2 separate regions of the Callithrix jacchus genome follow, and region 2 is linked to region 1. A link is a contact called in public Hi-C data. All regions are on one chromosome and are shown on one strand. The core of a region is the stretch at or near the end of the contact, and the rest is flanking DNA. Distances in the headings are between cores, read along the strand shown.

The links. Hi-C and Micro-C count contacts between places; a contact is called where the count stands out from the background.
Region 2: a Hi-C map of induced pluripotent stem cells shows a contact between it and region 1, with 2.0 times the contacts expected there. The contact joins the enhancer-like site here to the promoter of CDC42EP4 in region 1. A contact is called at or near these places in 2 of 3 Hi-C or Micro-C datasets (induced pluripotent stem cells and skeletal muscle).

What each region holds. Positions count from the first base shown.
Region 1 is chr5:129,282,289-129,285,951 of calJac240_pri, reverse strand. CDC42EP4 (CDC42 effector protein 4) reads left to right here and starts at 1,369. Exons shown (of 2, transcript XM_008997688.5): 1 at 1,369-1,482.
Region 2 is chr5:129,340,159-129,343,455 of calJac240_pri, reverse strand. SDK2 (sidekick cell adhesion molecule 2) reads left to right here. Exons shown (of 44, transcript XM_035301669.3): 37 at 1,840-1,977. Among named protein-coding and RNA genes, the nearest start is that of CDC42EP4, 57 kb to the right of the region's middle. Within about 2 kb of position 1,660, at least 3 of the 16 cell types and tissues checked have an H3K27ac peak or open chromatin away from gene starts, as enhancers often do.

The DNA of each region.
Region 1 (3,663 bases), core at 120-2,619:
CTACATGTCCAGTTTAGAATTTGATTTTTTTTTTTTTTTTTTTTTTTTTTTTGAGAGAGTCTCCCTCTGTCACCCAGGCTGGAGTGCAGTGGCACCATCTAGGCTCACTGCAACCTCTGTCTCCCCGGTTTAAGCGATTCTCCCGACTCAGTCTCCCAAGTGCTGGGATTACAGACACATGCCACCACGCCCGGCTAATTTTTGTATTTTTAGTAGAGACGGGGTTTTGTCATGTTGGCCAGACTGGTCTCAAACTCCCGACCTCAAGTGATCCACCCTCGTCGGCCTCCCAAAGTGCTGGGATTAAGGCGTGAGGTACCACACCAGGCCCAGAATTTGACTTTCATACCAGGATGGAGTGGCCACACCATCAGATCTCAAGAGCTGGTTGCGGCTGCGCTGCAGAGGGAAAAGGAAACCACACTCCCCAGAAAGCAGAATGTCCCTGACGGCTTAGAAACCTCGAAGCCATGGGGAGAATCTGGGGCCTCCACACTCACTTCCTTTAAAACCCGAGGGTGGGGGTCGGCTAGAGGCAAAGGAACTTCCACTTTGCACCTTGTCCGCTTTTCTTTTGCTGACTGCTTCGCCGCTGGCATTGTACCTTGGTAATGATCATTTCAGCTGAAACTATTCTCTAAAAAGAATGGAGCCCGAGGCATGCCTCATAGGATTCAGGCTCTGGGACTCAGGAGCTGGTCCTCCTTGACCTTCACTTGGAGTAAATTTAGCCTCAGCTGATACTTAGGCGGCAAAGGCACAGACTTGGGGATGCGGGAAGCTCCGGGGCTGTCACCCTGCAGAAACCCTTCTGACGCCCACTCCAGGCCTGGCCTCGCCTCGGGGCTGGTAGGCTCCGCCGCGCTCCCTGGTTTCCAGCGAGAGTCTGGGATGACACCTAAGAAGCTAGTGACGCCAGCCCCTCCCGCCCCCATCTCCTGACAGCACTGGAGCCAGGTCCGAGAGGGAGCAGGAACGAAGAACGCCACCGGGGCTGGGGTTCTTGGTTTCTTGTCCTGGCTCGAATAGGGAAGAGCCTTAAAAGAGCCTCGCGTTAGGCCCCCGGAGGGAGCGGAGGGAGACGCGCCCCTCACCCTGCGGACCGCAGTGGGGGTTCGCGGCCGGAGCGCAGGCTGCGACTGGGGTGTCTCCCGGAAGCCGAGCGGGCCCAAGCTGCCCAGTTGAAGTTGGGAAAGTCTCGGGCTTTCAGTTTGAACCTAAGAGGCCGAGCAGCCGGGCAGAGGTTCCCGATGGCCATTGGCTGCGGCAGCTCTGTGACATCAGCGCGGAGGGGCGCGCGGGGAGGGCGCGGGCGGGGCCTGGAAGGGGAGTGTCCTGGCTGCTCACAGCCCCGAAAGCCCGAGAGCCAGAAGGAAACAAACGCCGGCGCTGACGGGGGCCGCCAGCCCCGCCGCCGTGCGGAGCCCACAGAGGGGACAGCGCAGCCGCCCCGGTCCGGCGCTCTGGTCTCCGGGGACTGAGGTAGGCGACGTGCACCCGACCCTTGCTGTGACAGCCCCCTTCGCGCCGGTAGGCCTGGATGGGCTCAGCTCCGGGGGCTCGAACCCCCCTGTGGGGCGGAGAGGATCGAAGAAGCTGGGGGTGCGGGGCCGTGGGGCGGGGAGAAGGGCTCCGAGTCCCCAGTTCTTGGCGCTCGCGCTTCTCTCCGCGCCCGCCGCGGTGCCCGGACCCGGAGCCGCGCACCCAGTGTCCTGGCAGAGCGGGATGTGCGGGGCGGGGCGGGGGGTGGTAGGGAGCCGGGCGCGGCGTCACCGGGACTCGATTTTCTCTCTCCACGCTGCAACTCGCTGGCCTGGCCGAGGGCGCCGCTTGGGGGACTGGGGGCGGGTTTTAAAGGGCCCCCCCTTCCCAGGAATAGGACGTGTGTCGGTTTGGGCTGGAGCGCAGCCATTGGCGGCGCGCGGCCCCCCGATTTCCCCGAGGAGGGCGTGTGTGCGCCCCGAGTTCTCTATGAATAAGAACTGAATTATCCGCCTGTTCCGGCGGAGGCGTGTACACACCTCGCTCCCGTACACACACTGCAGCACACGCCACCCAGGGTCACCTGGCCGGGGAGAGAGGTGGACGGAGCTGCCTGGAAGGGAATGGCCGAAGGAGTAAATGTTCCCCTGTTCCCCCACCCCCGCCCCCGCCCCAGCCCCCGCCCCCGCCCCGCGAACCCTTCCCTCCCACGCCGGGCTCCCGCCCCGCACGCTCCCTCCGAAGCCCCCGAAGCCCCCGAAGCCGAGGCGCCTCTCGGCCTGGTGAGGCCCATCCAAGCCTCACCTACCCTCCTCTACCCCACCCCCCACATTTGGAGCCGGGGTGACTGACGGCCTCGCACCGGGTCGGTGCGCCCGGATCCCGGCGCGCTCCGCCGGGTCGCAGGCGGGAGCGGCGGGTTAATGATTTAATCGCCCGCTTGGGGCGGGTGCGCGCAGATCGGCAGTCCCCGGCCCCGCCCCCTCTCCGGAGCGCCCCCAGCCGGGGTTACAAAACTGCCCCTTGCCCCGGGCTCATCCCCCAGGAGCCGTCCTGCCCGCGGGGATCCCAGCCGCCGGTGAGTGCCGGGGTTGGGAGGGCTGGAAAGCTGGGCGGGAGCCGGGGCTGAGGCTGAGCCGGCTTCCTGGGAGCGGACTGAAGTACGTGTGTGTGTGTGTGCGCGCGAGCGAGAGAGACTGGGGGAGGGGTGCTCTTAGCTAACTCAAACCAGGTTCCTTGTGTTTTCCCAGTGACTGCGGCCTGGGCTTTGGAAGTTTTCTTTTTCTCCCTGGGAGAATGGAGGGGAAATCCAACGCCCTTTTCTTTTCTTGTTGCCTCTGGAACTTCTCTCTCTCTCCACGACTCTCACCCTTGCAACCTGATCAGCTCCCACATCCCTTGCTGGGTGCCCGGTGCCCGCTGTCTGCCCGGGTAGCTGAGCATCTGGATCCCAGTAGAGTCCTTTGGGAGCCCCTTCGCTGCGAGGCCCCCTGCCCTCCCCGGAGGGGCCCGGGTGCCGGAGGGAGAATCTCTCCCGTCCGAACCCCAGCAGCCATATGGACCAGAGAAAGGTCCCATCCAGCGAGTGTAAACAATGAAGGGCGGGTGACAAGGGCCTCCTGCGAGGCAACTTCTTTGGCAGTCTGGGTTTCCAGTAACTCTCGAAGCCCCCGCCTCCTTCTGAGGCTGGGGTGGAGGAGGGACCACCAGCAGGATGGACTGAATTTTAAGAGAACAAAGAACAGGCCACAAAGGAAGGGATTGCTGAGCTGCGGATTTCTCCTAGAAATCGCGAGTTGGCTGGGACTGAGCCTGGCCCTGAGAGAGCCCCCAGCAGCCCCAGGGCTCCTGGGGCAATAACGGGGCGTCCACCGGGATCTCCTGAGGCTCCATCTCTGCTGGGAAGCCGAGTGTGGGGGTGCCTTGCGGGTTCCTGCTCTGCCAGCTGCCCAGTGTGAGCTGCCCATGTGGCTGGCTGATTAGTGGGGTGGTTTATCTCCTCTGAACTTGGCCTTTGCCTCTCGACTCCTAGAAGACAGCTGCTCCTTCCCACAAGGGGGATTCAGTGAATCTGGGGAGGTCCCAAGTGGATTCCCAGGCATCCTGGTGGTACCCTGCAGGGACCAGGAGGGGGCCGCTGTGATCATGTGGGCGGTGGTTCTGGGGTGAGTCTCAGCGCCT
Region 2 (3,297 bases), core at 411-2,910, 57 kb before region 1:
GCTGGTGGAAGATGGCCTGGCAGAGCGGAGAGAGTAGAGGCGGGGAGGGGAGATCAGGAGGCTGAAGGGTAGCGAGTGCAGAGGAGAGGGTGCTGGGGAGAATCCGTCTGCCTGTGTGCAGAGCGAGCCTGGTGGTGTGTGTCCGGCACTCCACTCAGGCACTGTCGCACTTGAGCCTCCCAGAAGCCCTGGGGATGTTGGGGGCAGGTGGAACCCTCATTTCCTGATGAACCAGGGTCACCCAGGAAAGTATGCTACCTGTCCAGGGTTGCCCAGCTGGTCACTGGGGGAGCAGAGGCTGGAACCCAGGATTTCTGAGAGAGCCAAGCATTCCGTCCTGCTGGACTGGAATACTGGCCCTTTTGTCCCGGCCTCCTCTGAGCATCTTGTTCAACCTGCTGCTTCCTATGCTGTTGGTGACATGTGGCTTTTAAAGAGCTGCAGAGGGACCAGGAGCAGTGGCTCATGCCTTTGGGAGCCACCAAATCCCAGCACTTTGGGAGGCCAAGGCGGGCAGATCACAAAATCAGGAGTTCGAGACCAGCCTGGCCAATATGGTGAAACCCAGTCTCTACTAAAAATACAAAAATTAGCTGGGGTGCTGATGCACACCTGTAATCCCAGCTACTCATGAGGCTGAGGCAGAGAATTGCTTGAACCCGGGAGGCGGAGGTTTCAGTGAGCTGTGATCGCACCACTGCACTCCAGCCTGGGCGACAGAGCGAGACTCCGTCTATAAACAAAAAAGCTGCAGAGGGCACACCTGTGGAGTCAGTTCCTTACCACAACCCTCTCTGGGGGCAAGCCTTTGCCTCCACTGCCCCGGGTTCTGGCCGGGCCAGGCTGACCATGGGCTGCTGAATATGCAAGTCTCTCCGTCCACCCCGGCCTGTCCCGGCCACTCTCCTGTCAGTGTCATCTGCCGGATGCGAGCCCCAGGGAACCCGAGGCTTCCGTCACTGCAGCAACAGGACAACTTGTTCTGTCCCACGTCCCCGAAGCAGAGGGGAGACAGGAAGGGCCCCCTGAGCTCACCTCCCTCCTTCAAAGTCACTCGCTGACTCTGCCTCCAGGGGCTGCAGCCGGAAGCGGGTCGGATTAGCTCAGGCTTGGTGGGGAGGCAGCGCAAGGCAATAATAGCCTGGTCTTCCTCCCAGGCCAGCTGGGGACGCCATGGATTGGGGCGCTTCCTGCCTTTCCTCTGTCCTCCCCCTCAGAGGAGCCCCCGCCCCTGTGTTTTCAGGATCACTGCAGGGATCTCAGTCCAAGGAAACGTTTCTCCCAGAGGGTCTGACAGTCCTTGGCATGGCTCCTTCTGACTGCATGGGGGCTCTGTAACAATCCCTGGAGCCCCGGGAGGAGAGGAAGGCCACGGTCATCTGCTGGGGTTCTGGCGTCTTCTTTGTTTAGTGCCCACCGAATGTTCTGAGGCCCAGATACCCCCTACCTTCTCCTCCAGGGAAGCCAAAAGATGAGCCCCACAAAGCCAGGAAATGGCCTTGCCCCACGATGACCCTGGGGGTGTCACGGCTTGTCCCTTGCTCAGAGCCAGGGCTCAGAGCCACTTAGCAGGGAGAAGCCTGAATTCTGCAATTTGAGGGAAAAATAGAGTTCTCTTTCTCCCCAGTTCTTAGGACTCTGATACTGCAAAGTTGAGAAAGGAGAGGAAGGGGCCCGATGACCTCCAGTGACCCCTCCTGCTCGCCCCTTCTGCCGAGCCCTGCTCGCTTTTTCCTCCAGGGCTCAGACCCAACACTCCCGCTAGCTCCTTGGAGCTGAACCCAGGGCTCTGAACTTCCACAGAAGAAGGAAACAAAAGCCCTTTCCTGTCTCCTGCAGCCCCCAGCGCTCCCAGCTCGGTCCAGTTCAGCGAGCTGACCACAACCTCCGTGAACGTGTCCTGGGAAGCTCCGCAGTTCCCCAACGGCATCCTGGAGGGCTATCGGCTGGTATACGAGCCCTGCAGCCCCGTGGACGGTGAGTGGACCTCCCAGCACCTCCCCAGCCCCTTCACTTTGCAAGAGCTCACTTACATCTTGGTGCCCATTACAGCCACTACACATGAGTGAGATTCAGTGCAAGTCTGTTCGTCTTATAAACATGGAAACTGAGTCCCAGTCACGGGAAAGGGCATTTCCAAGGTAAAATGACAGCAAGTGGAGGGCAGGGTTGGAAGAAAGCTCCAGGTCTCCGACTTCCAGGCAGAGAATTGTTAAGTATATTCCTCCTACCGCTGGAAAAAGAAAGGAAAGGAAGGGAAACCTGAGCAGATAGGGCTCTGTTGAGACCATAAAGAAAGGGAGCAGCCAGGGGTGGTGGCTCACACCTGTAATCCCAGCACTTTGGGAGGCCAAAGCGGGAGGATCACTTGAGGTCAGGAGTTCGAGACCAGCCTGGCCAACATGGCAAAACCCCGTCTTTACTAAAAATACAAAAATTAGCCGGGCATGGTGGCAGATGCCTGTAGTCCCAGCTACTCGGGAGACTGAGGCAGGAGAATTGCTTGAACCCAGGAGGCAGAGGTTGCAGTGAGCTGAGATTGTGCCACTGCACTCCAGCCTGGACAACAGAGCGAAAATCCATCTCAAAAAAAAAAAAAAAGAAAAGAAAAGGGGAGCCCCTGAGGGTCCTACCTTTGCCCTTTCCCAAACCTTAGGGTTTTCAGCATTACTGTGGGTTAGTCCTTCTTCAGTTTTTGTGGGAGTCGGGAACCCCTTTGAGACTCTGATGAGAATGAAAGCTTCAGAGCCTCTCCCCAGAAAGATGCACAAGACCGGGGATGTCCCTGCACCCTCACTGCCATCTGTGGACCCCAGATCAAGAGCCCTGCTCTGCAAATGACCTCGCTCTTGTCCTACGCCTGATCTTAGCCAAAGGGCCAAGAAGCAATGCTCTTATCCTTAACCCTGTTCATCTGAGTGGTCTTTGACTCCTTCATCCGGGCCCCAGCTGGGACCCTGCCCCTTTTCTGGGCTCCTGGGATGGGCTGCACAGCCCCTTACAATGGACATCTGGCACCTGCCAGCTCTCTACCCCCGGCAACATGCCAAGAAATCACTGCCATTTTGTTACCAAGAAGCATCCTACAAGGACAGGATTGAGGCGGGAAGGGGACTGTGCTCCTCCCAACCCCCTCAACCACAGATCCTGGCTAGAACAAGGGATGGAGCCCTGGAAATGTTGCTGTGAGCAGCAGTTCTGGGTCAGCCGAGGGAACAATGGCCCTCAGTCTTCCCTGCCACCACCTGGGTGCCAGCAGCTCCTTCTGCAAAGTGGAGCTGTGTTAGAACATCAAGG